4 separate regions of the Mus musculus genome follow, and all the other regions are linked to region 2. Evidence: chromatin contacts called from public HiChIP or PLAC-seq data. All regions are on one chromosome and are shown on one strand. Each heading gives the region's core, a stretch centred on a gene start, on an enhancer-like site or on the middle of the called end of the contact. The rest is flanking DNA. Distances are from core to core; before and after follow the strand shown.

Region 1 (2,774 bases), core at 14-2,513, 200 kb after region 2:
CTACAGTGGGATTCTTCTTCCAAAGCACACTTTTTGCACATATTTGATATTTTGAGGAGACTTTCACACATGCAAACACTACATATAAAGGTAAGACTCTGTGAGAGATGTGAAACCAAATCCGACCTTAGCAAGAGAAAGGAATGACAGTTTCCATAGATAAGGACCCTATGTTTCCCTCCAGTGATGTGCTGCAAGTCTCAATTCTAATGGTACTTATGCCCCTTAAGATGTGAGAGAGGTGGGTGTGGTCAGTGGCCAGAGCATGCACTGCTACTGCTGAAGAACTGAACTTGGTTGCCAGCACCCACATCAGGTGACACACATCTGAAATCAGCTGTAACCCCAGCTCCAGGGGCATCTGATGCCCTCTTGTAAGTCCCACGAGCTCTCACTCATGCGCACAAACCCACACAGAGACACACACAAACAGAGACACACTTAATTAAAAATAAAAATCACTGAGAACATACATGTGGTATCATTTTCTTCTTCTCTTCTTTTTTTTTTCCAGTAATGGGGAATTGAACCAGATATTATATGAATGCTAGGCAAGGACTCTCTATTTTGGGAGTCCTACTATGTACTTCAGGCTGACCTTGAACTCATGATAGCCTTACCTCAGCCTCCTAAGTAGCTGGGATTACTGGTATGTACCACCATGCCAGATTTGTTTTCTTTTTATGTCTATATTTATAATATTTATAACATACTAGACTTTATGTTTATTCCCTCTTATAAAATTCCACATTTTAACCCAAAACTTTGTGAAGAAGTTCATAAGTCTAACATTATACATGAAAATGTCTTAGAAGCAATAGGTCGGCATGAGACGGGCTCTCCCTTCAACAAGCCCAGGGCCTGGTAGGAAGTTAAGCTCCTCGAACAGACAGGCTTCTGGGAAAGAACTAACTATAACACCAGGGGCTTTGACGGGTGGTGCGAATCCCAATAAACAGGACAGAAATCATTTCTGGCAGAGGCACAGGGACAGTAGGTGCCAGATCCTGAAGAGGTAATGAGAACCTTTCATGTATGTTTGTAGTTTTCCATTTTGTTGTAAACTTACATGAAAATGAGTAATTAAAACGGACTTATTTCTGACTTAGAGATTTTCTAATTAATCCTGGCAAACAGCGGGGACTCGGGACTTCTGTCATCTATCTGCTTTCCTGAGGTTTAATCAGAAACTGTAACTGCTCCTTCAGTACTCAGCAGTAGAATTATCTCTGAAATGCCATGGGTCGGGCTTGACAGACAGCACGGGGGTAGATTAATTCCCTTCTGAGGAACTCATGAGAGCAGCACGCAGCACGGATGTGTTCTGGCCCAGAATCACATTTCACTTCTGTTGCTGCGACCGAGGGAGGGGGGCTGCGGGGGAGAGGAGAGACAAGAAAGGGTTATTTGGCTTACAAGGCAGAAACTGCAGCAGCTAGTCACAGCCCAGCCATAGTGGAGAGCAGAGAAATGAAGTCTCTTGTGCTGCTGGCTGGCTTGCTTGCCTGTGCACAGTGAGCTTTTTCCACTCTCACACAGCTCAGAACCCGATTCAGGCCATGGCCCCATCCACATTAAGGGTGGGTCTGCCCACCTCAATTAACAATGAAGACAGACAGTCCTTCACAGACAGGCCCATTGGCCACCCTGATCTAGAAAATTCCTCACCGAGACTCTTCCTAGGTGATTCTAGGCCAGATCAAGTTAAAATGAGGCAGCACGCTGGTTAAAATACTACGAGGCTACCTGTGGGCATGAAGAACGGCAGTCAAGCTGCAGAAAGCCCACAGACATTCGTGGTCTTCCTCCCTCGATATCAGATCGCACAATACTGGAAGTGAGTGTGAGTGTGCCTCATCAGACTTCATGACTAAGCAACATGTGCTCTAGACTCCCACAAGTTAAGGAAGAGGTGAGTGCACACATTTGGTTCCTCAGAAGAAATGAAGCCCCTCTGGCACCATCACAATCCAGCAACTAAGGCTGTGGAACCATGAGCCATGGAGGATGGGGCTGTGACTAAGGAGCCTCTGAGGAAAGTGTGGAGAGGGGACAGGAAGTGATGCCAGGGACTCACTGGTTGCTGAGTTGCTCAGCACTGCAGCTGTGGAACTCCCTAGAGACTATCTGGAGAGATGGAGATCCCACTGAGCCTGCAGAGCCCAGATAATACCTCGAAGCAGAACTGATGGGCCCCGTGATAGCTCTTAGATGAGATACCGAGCTCTGACTACAAGACACTATCAGCGCAACTGTGGCTCTGGCATTGAGATGCCCTGTAAACGCACACATCCAAACCACCCCACTGCTCCCCCAGCTGTCACCGTAGATCAGCAGGGTCCTCTCGGTGGTGATGTCAGCAAAGGTGTATCGATTACTTTGAAGTACTCGTCAGAACCAGGATGGTGGAATATACTGTAGTTTAGGGAGGCTGGGGCAGGAGGAGCGCTCAGGTCCAGCTCGGAGGCCTTCCTGGGCAACACAATTGAGGCTAGGTTGTTTCTTGTTTTGTTTTAAGTTTTCAGAAAACACCCAGGTGATAGAGAGATGGCTCAGTTGGTAAAGGACTTGCTGTGTAAACACGAGGACCTGAGTTGGGATGGCCATGGCCCACATAAAAGCCAGGTGCAGCTTGTGCACTTAGAAATCCCAGAGTTAGGGAGGGGAGAAATGGGAAGGTCCCTGCAGCTCCCTGGTCACCTAACCTCACTGAACCACTGCAGTCTATGCTCAGTGAGAAACCACATCTCAAAAAGTAAGGTAGACAGTAATTG
Region 2 (2,718 bases), core at 199-2,698:
GAGCCGCACCCCTGACTCCACCCCACTTCTGCTTGTTTTGGTTTGAGTTGTGCTGACAAGGTATTACTGGGTAGCTCTGGTCGGCCTCAAACTTCCTGCCTCAGCCTCCCCAGTGCTGGGATTGCAGGTGTGTACTGTCACAGGTGTGTAAATATGTTTCCCCTTTGGATCGAATTTAGTTTTATCAAGGAGTCTGAGGACTCAGTGCTGACATCACACAGGGCCCACTGGAGAGTCAGGAGCCAGAGCTGCAGCCCCAGGGAGGCAGGGGCAGTATTGCAGACACAGGACCAAGGGCCGGGAGGGGACACTGGCCGAGGAACCCAGCAGGTCTGATGTAGACAAAACCCAGCCACGTGATCTAAAGAGGGGTCTTGACTTTCCCCACCTGTGAATGGGCCCATCAGGTGCACTTGGGCCTGGGTCTCCAGGAAGGACAGAGGCAGCAGAAACTGGGCTATGAGAGGGAGGTAATGAATGGGGGAAGGGGGGGAGGGAATCAAGGGGAACGGGGATGCTCGCTGGTAATTAGAACGTTTGAACTTCAAAAAAGTTAATTAATGACACAGCTACTGCTGGAGCAAGGCTAGGGCTCAAAGGGGGCCTGGCAGCGACTGAAATTAATTACAGGCTATGGCGGGAGAGTGGCAGCCAGGCCAGGGACAGGAAGGAGCAGGGCAGGGACAGAGGCCATGGAAGTCAGCTTTCAAGGTGAGCAGGGTCTGGAGAGCAGAGGGGGCTGTTGCCATGGAAACTAGGTCAGTTCTCTTAGCAGGCAGGAGGGGCCCAGTCCACTGTGGTTGGCATCTGGCTGTGGTGGGCTGGTGTGGCTTCACCGAGCTGGGGTTGAACTGGTGTGGCTGGGGGGTGGGGTGGGGGGAGCTTGAGATAAACTCATGTATTCACTCGGCAAGTCTTGGTTGAGCATCTCCATGCTGTTCTGGTTGGAGTTGAGTGCTTGTAGATCCCAGGGACCCAGACTCTGCTCAAAAGTGGGCAGAGAGGATGAGCGTTAGATGGGAGAGAGTCAGGCTGGAGGGCTGCTGGGGGAGGAGCTTGTGGGGCTGAATGGCCTGAGACCAGACAGGAAAAGCAGGCCACCACGGGCTGGGAGGGAGGCAGTCGGGGGAAGGAGAAGAGGGTAGGTCGTGCTGGCCAGCTTTGTGGAGGGCTTCTGATTTTAAGCCAGGAGAAGCTGGGAGCCACAGCAGGCACTCTGAGAAGAGGGGTCGGGACAGCCTCTGTGGACCTGTGAGGTGCCCCTTAGCTCCAGTGAGGAGCTGCTGTGAACTTGCTTGAGACCCCAGAGCCACTCACCGCAGGGAATTGAGTTCACAGGCAGGCCCTGGTCTCTGGCACTGCTGGCTGCTCTGACAGCACATAGCAGCTCTGTACCCAGATGCTAAATGCTGGAGTCAGGGACAGGAATGTGGGTACAGCTGGTGGCAGGGGTTGTCAGTCTGCTTCCTGGTAGATGAGAAACTACTAGAAGAGAGTGAGTCATCAGACAGGCTCCTTCATCTGGCAGTTCACCCCTGAGTCTGACCTCAGTCATTTATGCTGTTGTGTGGTTTCACTTTTTTTTTTTTCTTCACCATGATGCACTTTTTGGGGGGGGGGCACAGATCTCCTTAGCCCCGAGGACTTGTGTATAAGAGGAGAGGCCATTTGGGGGATATGAGCAGGCAGTTCTCTTCTCTCTGGGCTGTAGGATCCCCTTATCCTGCTGGTGGCCTGTGGCTGACCTGAAGGGCTGATCTCTAGATGCCCTGGCTCCAGGCTGCAGGATTCTGCTGGGGCAGAACCCGGGAAGCCAGGTCTCTGGGTTGGGCTGATTTGGGAGCAGCGGTCAGAGGGTGACTGTGAGCTTCAGCCCCACAGAGATAGGCAGATCAGGAGAACATGTCCAGGGATGCCTCAGAAGTGCAGACCCATTCCTTGGATGGGAAGCATGAAGCCACCGCAGAGGGATGGGAGAGGGAGAAGAGAAGGCCGGCATCAGAGCTGTTGAGTCTGGGGACCCTTTCTGGGGGCCACTCCTTCCTGGGTGGGACCTGGAGGCATCCTGCAGTGGATGCTTCAGTGGTTTGATTTGGTTTCGGTTCCCTGCAGGGTGTGGCATGGGTTGCACCTGTGTGGCGGGCCAGCTGCACTGTCTCTGAAAGCTTGGACCTGGGTCACTGAGAGGTCCACAGGGGTGGGGGTGGAGTTGGGGGTGGGGGGCAGAAACGGTCTGCATGTCTGTTCCTGGGGTGTCACATTCAGGAGTGTGGCGCCCCAGGCCGCGCTTCCACCACCAGTTCTTCCTTGACTTGGTGTACGTGGTTCGAGTGTGTGAGCATGCTGGTCATCCTGCTGAACTGTGTGACCCTGGGCATGTACCAGCCATGTGACGATATGGAGTGCCTCTCAGACCGCTGCAAGATCCTGCAGGTGAGCCTCTCAGTCGTCCCCTCCCTCCCAGCCGGGTGTCCTCTTCCAAGCTCAGGGCTCTACTGTAGCTCAGCCCCTCAGCTCTTCTGAAGAATTGCCCCTCCTGTCATCTTTGTTTTCCCAGCTGAGGCTCCTCACCCCATCCCATTCACACAGCGAAGGCAGTGGCTACATTTCTCTGCCCGCAGCCAGCCTCTGCTCCCTGATACCTCCTCCCTTGTGGACTCGTGGGCCCTGATGTGGCATCTGCGTGGTTGTAGGCACGGTGTGAGGTACCACAGAGTA
Region 3 (2,700 bases), core at 50-2,549, 220 kb after region 2:
CTAGTGACTCTTGCAGAGGCCCCAGGTTCAGTTCCCAGCACCCACGTGGTGGCTCACAGCCATGATTCCCTCCAGCTCCAGGGGATCCAGCTCTCTTCTCTGGCTTCTGTGAGCACCAGGCATGCACGTGATGCACATATATCATGCAGGCAAAACACCCACACACATACAGTAAAGATAATAAATATTTTTAAGAGAGAATCACAAAGTGTGACAAAAATATTAATAAAAACACATAAAAATTAATAAAGACGTAGAATGGGAGCAAGATCAATATGTGGTAAGTTATTTCTCCACCGGTGAAATGAGCCAATCCAAGCCAGATCAGAGTACATTAAATGCAGGCTTATGGGAAGCTGCTCTGGGGAGGGCAAGGAAGGAGAGAGGGGAGGGGAAGAGAAAAAGATAAAGTGCCCATGCAGAGAAAAGGAAAGGGGGAAGAAGAGGAGGAAGAGAGGAAGAAACCAAAATGTCCGGGTTACATAGCCTCTGGGGGAAGGGCAGCTCAGCCCCTGGACTGGAAAGTTCAGGGTTGGGGGTGGACTATGCTAGGTAGGGACTGAGGGATGCTGGGAAAACCTGGAGGCCAGGTCTGCTCTGATGTGTAAAAGGTGCACCTCAGCCCCTTGTCCTGGGTCTGAAACCTAACAAGAAAGAAGGAGGGCCAAGCAGAAGGCCAACCTGGGCCCTCTCAAACACAAGGTAAGAGACTGGAGATGAGCACCACTAGAGCAGCTGTGCAAGAGACTGGTGTCCAAGCATAGCTGCTTCTGCAGCCATTGAATCATCCCTTGAGCAGCTGAGAGCAAGAGAGAGTTCTGAGCACTGAGGACACAGCAAGGAAAGGGGACAAGTGCATGTATGCACTGGGTGAGTCACCCAGCAAGTATTAACAGGGTGATTTCAAGCCAAAATGAGTTTTCCAAAGAAAGTACGGAAGGGTGACATGCTGGACATGAATGTGGGGTGCAGTCACATAAGTCTTAGTGAGGAGGGTACACAGCCCTGGCCACTTAGAGACGTGACACGGTTTGAAGCTGCCCACTTGATAGATGGCTTTTCCTCCAACATCCACAAAGGAGAGGACTCTACTTGCTTGTCCCCAGGACATTCAGCAGTGTGTGAAATGGAGACACATGGCAAGGAACGTTTCCCAAATGCTGGAGAAGGAGAGACTCAGAGGTTCTGGGCATTAATGTCTGTTATAGAAGAATATGTGTGCTAAGAGATATGCCTGTCTTCAATAACACTCAAGATATGTTAACAGTCTGCCTGCCTCCCTCTTGAACAGTCCTACCCACATCCTCTCTTCTAACTGCATTCCTGTTGCAGTGAATTTTACTTCCATTCTACATGGGCAATATGAACATACAATGCCCCTCCCCCATTCATATATCAGGTCTACCAACCAAACCCACCAACTCTATCCTTCCTCTCCATCTCCCTCAGTTCAGATCGTGTGTTGCCTATAGTAAGTAGCGTGTTATCTACCTATTAATCTTCCCTCCAATCTACCTTCTAAGAGGCCTAAAGAGGGCAGGGACAGGAAGAGAGAAGCTGCTACATCAGTGATTCTCAACCTTCCTAAAGCTGTGACCCTTCAATGCAGTTGCTAATGCTGTAGTAGCCCCCAATCATGAGATCACTTGGTTGCCACTTTATAACTATAAATTTGCTATTGTTAGGAACCACAATGTGAATGTCTGATATGTGACCCCCAAAAGAATCCCAACCCACAGGCACTGAACTAAAGTCTCTGACCAAGTTATTTCTATTAAAAAAAAAAATCCTCTTTCAGTCAGGGGCTGAAAGGGTGTCTCGTGGAGCCCCTGCCTAGGATCCTCAAGGTCCTGACTTCCGTCCACAGCACTACAAAAACAGACAAGACAAAACCCCATCCGTTGTGTTGGCACAGTAAAGCTATGCTTCAAAGCACTGCTCTGCTCCACACACCTGGTAGTTCTGAGGCACTGCCAGCCTCAAAAACAAGATTAAAAAAAAAAAAAAAAACTCCACAGAGAAATACAAAGGAGAAAGTCACATGTGTGGCTCAAGCCACAGGGCTGCTGAGCTCTCTTGATCTGGTGTCGAGGACCTGAACCACTTAGGTGTCAGAGATCACCCTTTGGGGTGAGGGTCTGCACTCACTGCTCTCTGGGATAGATCTACTGAGAGCTACTTATATGGACCTAGAAGCAGGCACAACACAGTCTTACCACATGGAACTAGGTGAAGTCGCCTGTTGGCCCTAGCCTGGGTCTGTAACGACAAGGCTCAGACTCCAGGCCACTTTGGGAAGGCTGTACTGCAGCCCAGCAGTGAACAGAGTAAATACAACTGAGCAACAGCATGAAGGCCAAGTGGGCATGTGAAGTTGTGGGAAGACCCTCTCCGTCCATGAGTCTGAAGCTGTCACTCTAACCCACACTACACAGTCAGTAAGTCTAGTCCCACTCCAATGAAATGTATCTAGAGGATCTTCTTCTACAGAATCAATATTCTGTAGGATTTTAAATTTTTCTTCAAAAGATTTAAAAATAAACTATTGGGAAGTTACCACAGGGCAGGAGAGAGGGTTCAGAAGGTAGAGTGCTTCTTGCCCAAGTCTGACACCTAAGTTTGATCCCTGGGACCCACATACTAGTGAGCTGCTCGCACACTGTGATCCCAGCGCTCCTACAGGGAAGTGGGAGGAATCCA
Region 4 (2,700 bases), core at 23-2,522, 250 kb after region 2:
ATAAATCTTCAAGCCCAGTGGTGGTAGTACACTCCTTTAATCTCAGCACTCAGAGGTAGTGCAGGTACATCTCTGAGTTTGAGGCCAGCCTGGTCTACAGAGCAAGTTCCGGGAAACTCTATCTTGCAAACCAAAAACTAAAATAAAATAACTTTTTAGTAAAGTTTATCATTTAAAGAAGCAATGAGATACCGCCTCAGAAGTCAGGAATGAAGTCTAAGTTATACTCTTAGAACTTCAAATTGAATCAAATGGGGAAAAAACTATGCAGAGATTCATGCCGGAGGTATCCCGAAATGTCCCTCTTCTCCTTGGATCCAGCCTCCAAACTCTAAAGGCCTTGCTTAGCCAGTTGAAATGCGTCTCCTTTTTGTGCAAGAGATACAAGAACAAAGAGAAAGGAAGAGAGACTTCAACGGGCTGCAGGTGGTGTGGGGGCAGGGAGAGTTAGAAATATGGAGGTGAGAACTGGGGAAGTTGAGGGAGATGATGATTCTTAAATTGTCAGAGAGCCTTGGGTCCAGCTTGCTCAAGAGAACGTGAAGTCCCACGGGTCCAAGGAAAGATCTGCACTCTTGACCATAGCAAGCCTGGACTTAGAACCCCTGGCTTATCGGCTAGTTAACCCCCATAGTGTGTGTCTGTGTCGTGTGTCTGTGTCACTAACAGAACTCCTGGCTTAGAGAGCCTCCCACTGTTTTCTTCCTTCTCTCTTGGGTCAAGATTTGTATCACAAGCTAAGAGTTATGTAAATGGGTTGGCTACACTTAGCAAGCGGTTTCTCTGAGATTTTAACATCATGATTGACCAGGGAAGACTTTAACTTTTTCCCAGTGGCCTTTGCATTTCTCCGGATGGAATGATGTGAAAACAGGCTTTTTCCTTGAGGCCAGCAGCAGCTTGTTACCGGATCATATCCAAACTCAGAAGTTTTCTTGTGTGAATGTGAGCGTTGGGGGCAGGCGTGTTTTCAGAAGTTTTCGTATGTGTATGTGAGCGTTGGGGGCAGGCGGGTTTTGTTAAAACTGAAACGAATAGGAGCAGGCATGTTTCGGTGAACCTCCTGCGTTTTGGTTCAACTCTAGCAGCTAGAAAACAAAACCACATAATCTGAGGCTCACGCCCAGCTCTGCGCAGCAGGGTGTCTGCTAGTTCCTGTGTGGTTTGCCTGCAGACTGGCTGGGGGGGAGCTTGGAGGAGGGCAAGGGGCAGGGAGGAGGAAGCTGTATTGATGGATCTGGGGCTTGCGACCTGCTTCAGTGTGGTGCTCAGAAACCAGCACAAGGCAGACCTGTAGGCTGAGGCGGCGCGGTAAACTTGACATTTGAATGCATCTTCCCACTGGCAAAAGGCAATTCTAATAACTCGTTGTCAAAGCCGAGATACACGCTCAACTCAACCTCTTCGCGTCCCAAAGGTAAGTCATGCGTCGTGGGTGCACGCCCTCTGGAAACCTTGAGCGCTTTTAAGATTCTGTTCTCTGTAAGCCAAATCTAATGAAAGCTAGTCCTACTGGTTTTCTGAACTTTGCTGGCAATACTTCAGCCATCAGCCTAGGCTTCTTATCTAGTTGGCTTACGTTAGTAGGGATTGGATTCAACTTCTGTCAAACGAACTAGAGAAAACTTGGTCTTTACTGGGCCCATGGGGGAAAAAACGGCAGTTCTACTAACTGGCTTCAGAGCGATCTCTGGGAAAGACCTTGGATGTTGAGGTCCCAGAGGGGGAAAAAAAAATCCCCCTTCAATAGTGAAGTCGGGGAGTGGCAGGTGGTAGGGAATTGAGCCCAGACTCTGAGGACTTGCTCAATTTTTTCACCAACTCCAAACTGCTAGTTCTGGCGGCATTTGCTCTCTTTACGAAGAACACTGGTCTGAGTTCCTTTAATAAGAGAAAACTTCCCGTGGGAAGACATGAGGAGAGGGTGTTGTCTATCTTTGTCTCTTTATTAATAGTTGTGTGGCATCTTTAAAGACCATCTCTGGTTTCTGCTCTTGTCCCCATCTGTTTCAGAACCTGAGAAAGGAATGCAAAGACCAGGTTTTCACTGACTTAACCATGACTGCATCCACTTAACCTCAAGTGCAGCCTTGTTAATAAGGCATATGGAACACTTTGTATATCATTAGAAGTACTCATCCAGAGATAGACTAAGGGGGGCTACTTGGTCTCCAAACCACCGCAGGGATAAGGCAGTGATGAGCACACATTGTTGGAGGGTGAGAAACTTCAGTGGAAGAGCCTTGCATATGGGTCCATTTATTATAAACTGCTAATTTGTTATAGGGTCCCTTTTTTTTTCTTCTTCATTTTTGATTTCAGAAAGAACGTTTAGTTTAACCTGGTCTCTTTTAGTGAATCAACATGGCCTACAAAGCTTGATATTCATAGTATAATTTTAGAGAGGCCCTCTTGAAAGAAGCAGCCACTATTAAGTAGTGTCTCCCTCTCCCCCCCCCCACCCCCCCACCAAGGCAGGGTTTCTCTGTGTAGCCCTGTCTGCCCTGTCTGTGTAGCATAGGCTGGCCTCGAACTCACAGAGATCCTCCTGCAAGTAGTATATTTCGATGCCAAGTTTTTAAAAAACTTCTAACTTATTCCCTTTTTAAGAATTTTTTTGTGTTTGTGTTCTGGTTTTCTGTAAAAGGAGGCAGCCCCACATCACTGAAGAAAACTACCCTATTAAACTCAACCCCAGAG

The links. HiChIP or PLAC-seq counts read pairs in DNA pulled down with a chosen protein or histone mark.
Region 1: a contact with region 2 is called in an H3K27ac HiChIP or PLAC-seq map of T-cell acute lymphoblastic leukemia, with 4 times the contacts expected there. The contact joins two enhancer-like sites. A contact is called at or near these places in 1 of 15 datasets of contacts at CTCF or cohesin (large pre-B cells), 1 of 484 Hi-C or Micro-C datasets (nephron progenitors) and 3 of 115 datasets of contacts at active chromatin or transcription factors (T-cell acute lymphoblastic leukemia, embryonic basal ganglia and large pre-B cells).
Region 3: a contact with region 2 is called in an H3K27ac HiChIP or PLAC-seq map of T-cell acute lymphoblastic leukemia, with 3 times the contacts expected there. The contact joins two enhancer-like sites. A contact is called at or near these places in 2 of 484 Hi-C or Micro-C datasets (bone marrow-derived macrophages and nephron progenitors) and 3 of 115 datasets of contacts at active chromatin or transcription factors (T-cell acute lymphoblastic leukemia, embryonic basal ganglia and large pre-B cells).
Region 4: a BATF HiChIP or PLAC-seq map of CD8 T cells shows a contact between it and region 2, with 6 read pairs. The contact joins the promoter of Grap2 here to the enhancer-like site in region 2. A contact is called at or near these places in 13 of 39 promoter capture datasets (the C10 cell line, the HPC-7 cell line, HPC-7-derived erythroid cells and 9 more), 3 of 484 Hi-C or Micro-C datasets (embryonic fibroblasts, embryonic stem cells and neural progenitor cells), 9 of 115 datasets of contacts at active chromatin or transcription factors (the 230-238 cell line, CD8 T cells, the SCID.adh cell line and 5 more) and 5 of 9 other capture datasets (adipose tissue, embryonic stem cells, liver and 2 more).

What each region holds. Positions count from the first base shown.
Region 1 is chr15:80,516,883-80,519,656 of GRCm38.p6, forward strand. All of the region lies in intron 2 of Enthd1 (ENTH domain containing 1), which reads right to left. Among named protein-coding and RNA genes, the nearest start is that of Enthd1, 42 kb to the right of the region's middle. Within about 2 kb of position 1,264, at least 73 of the 459 cell types and tissues checked have an H3K27ac peak or open chromatin away from gene starts, as enhancers often do. A contact at or near this core is called in T-cell acute lymphoblastic leukemia, where this site is marked.
Region 2 is chr15:80,318,038-80,320,755 of GRCm38.p6, forward strand. It overlaps Cacna1i (calcium channel, voltage-dependent, alpha 1I subunit), which reads left to right. Exons shown (of 37, transcript NM_001044308.2): 3 at 2,322-2,433. Among named protein-coding and RNA genes, the nearest start is that of Gm31319, 30 kb to the left of the region's middle. Within about 2 kb of position 1,449, at least 53 of the 459 cell types and tissues checked have an H3K27ac peak or open chromatin away from gene starts, as enhancers often do. A contact at or near this core is called in CD8 T cells, the SCID.adh cell line, T-cell acute lymphoblastic leukemia and 1 more, where this site is marked.
Region 3 is chr15:80,536,887-80,539,586 of GRCm38.p6, forward strand. All of the region lies in intron 1 of Enthd1 (ENTH domain containing 1), which reads right to left. Among named protein-coding and RNA genes, the nearest start is that of Enthd1, 22 kb to the right of the region's middle. Within about 2 kb of position 1,300, at least 47 of the 459 cell types and tissues checked have an H3K27ac peak or open chromatin away from gene starts, as enhancers often do. A contact at or near this core is called in T-cell acute lymphoblastic leukemia, where this site is marked.
Region 4 is chr15:80,571,325-80,574,024 of GRCm38.p6, forward strand. Grap2 (GRB2-related adaptor protein 2) reads left to right here and starts at 1,273. Exons shown (of 8, transcript NM_001289442.1): 1 at 1,273-1,417.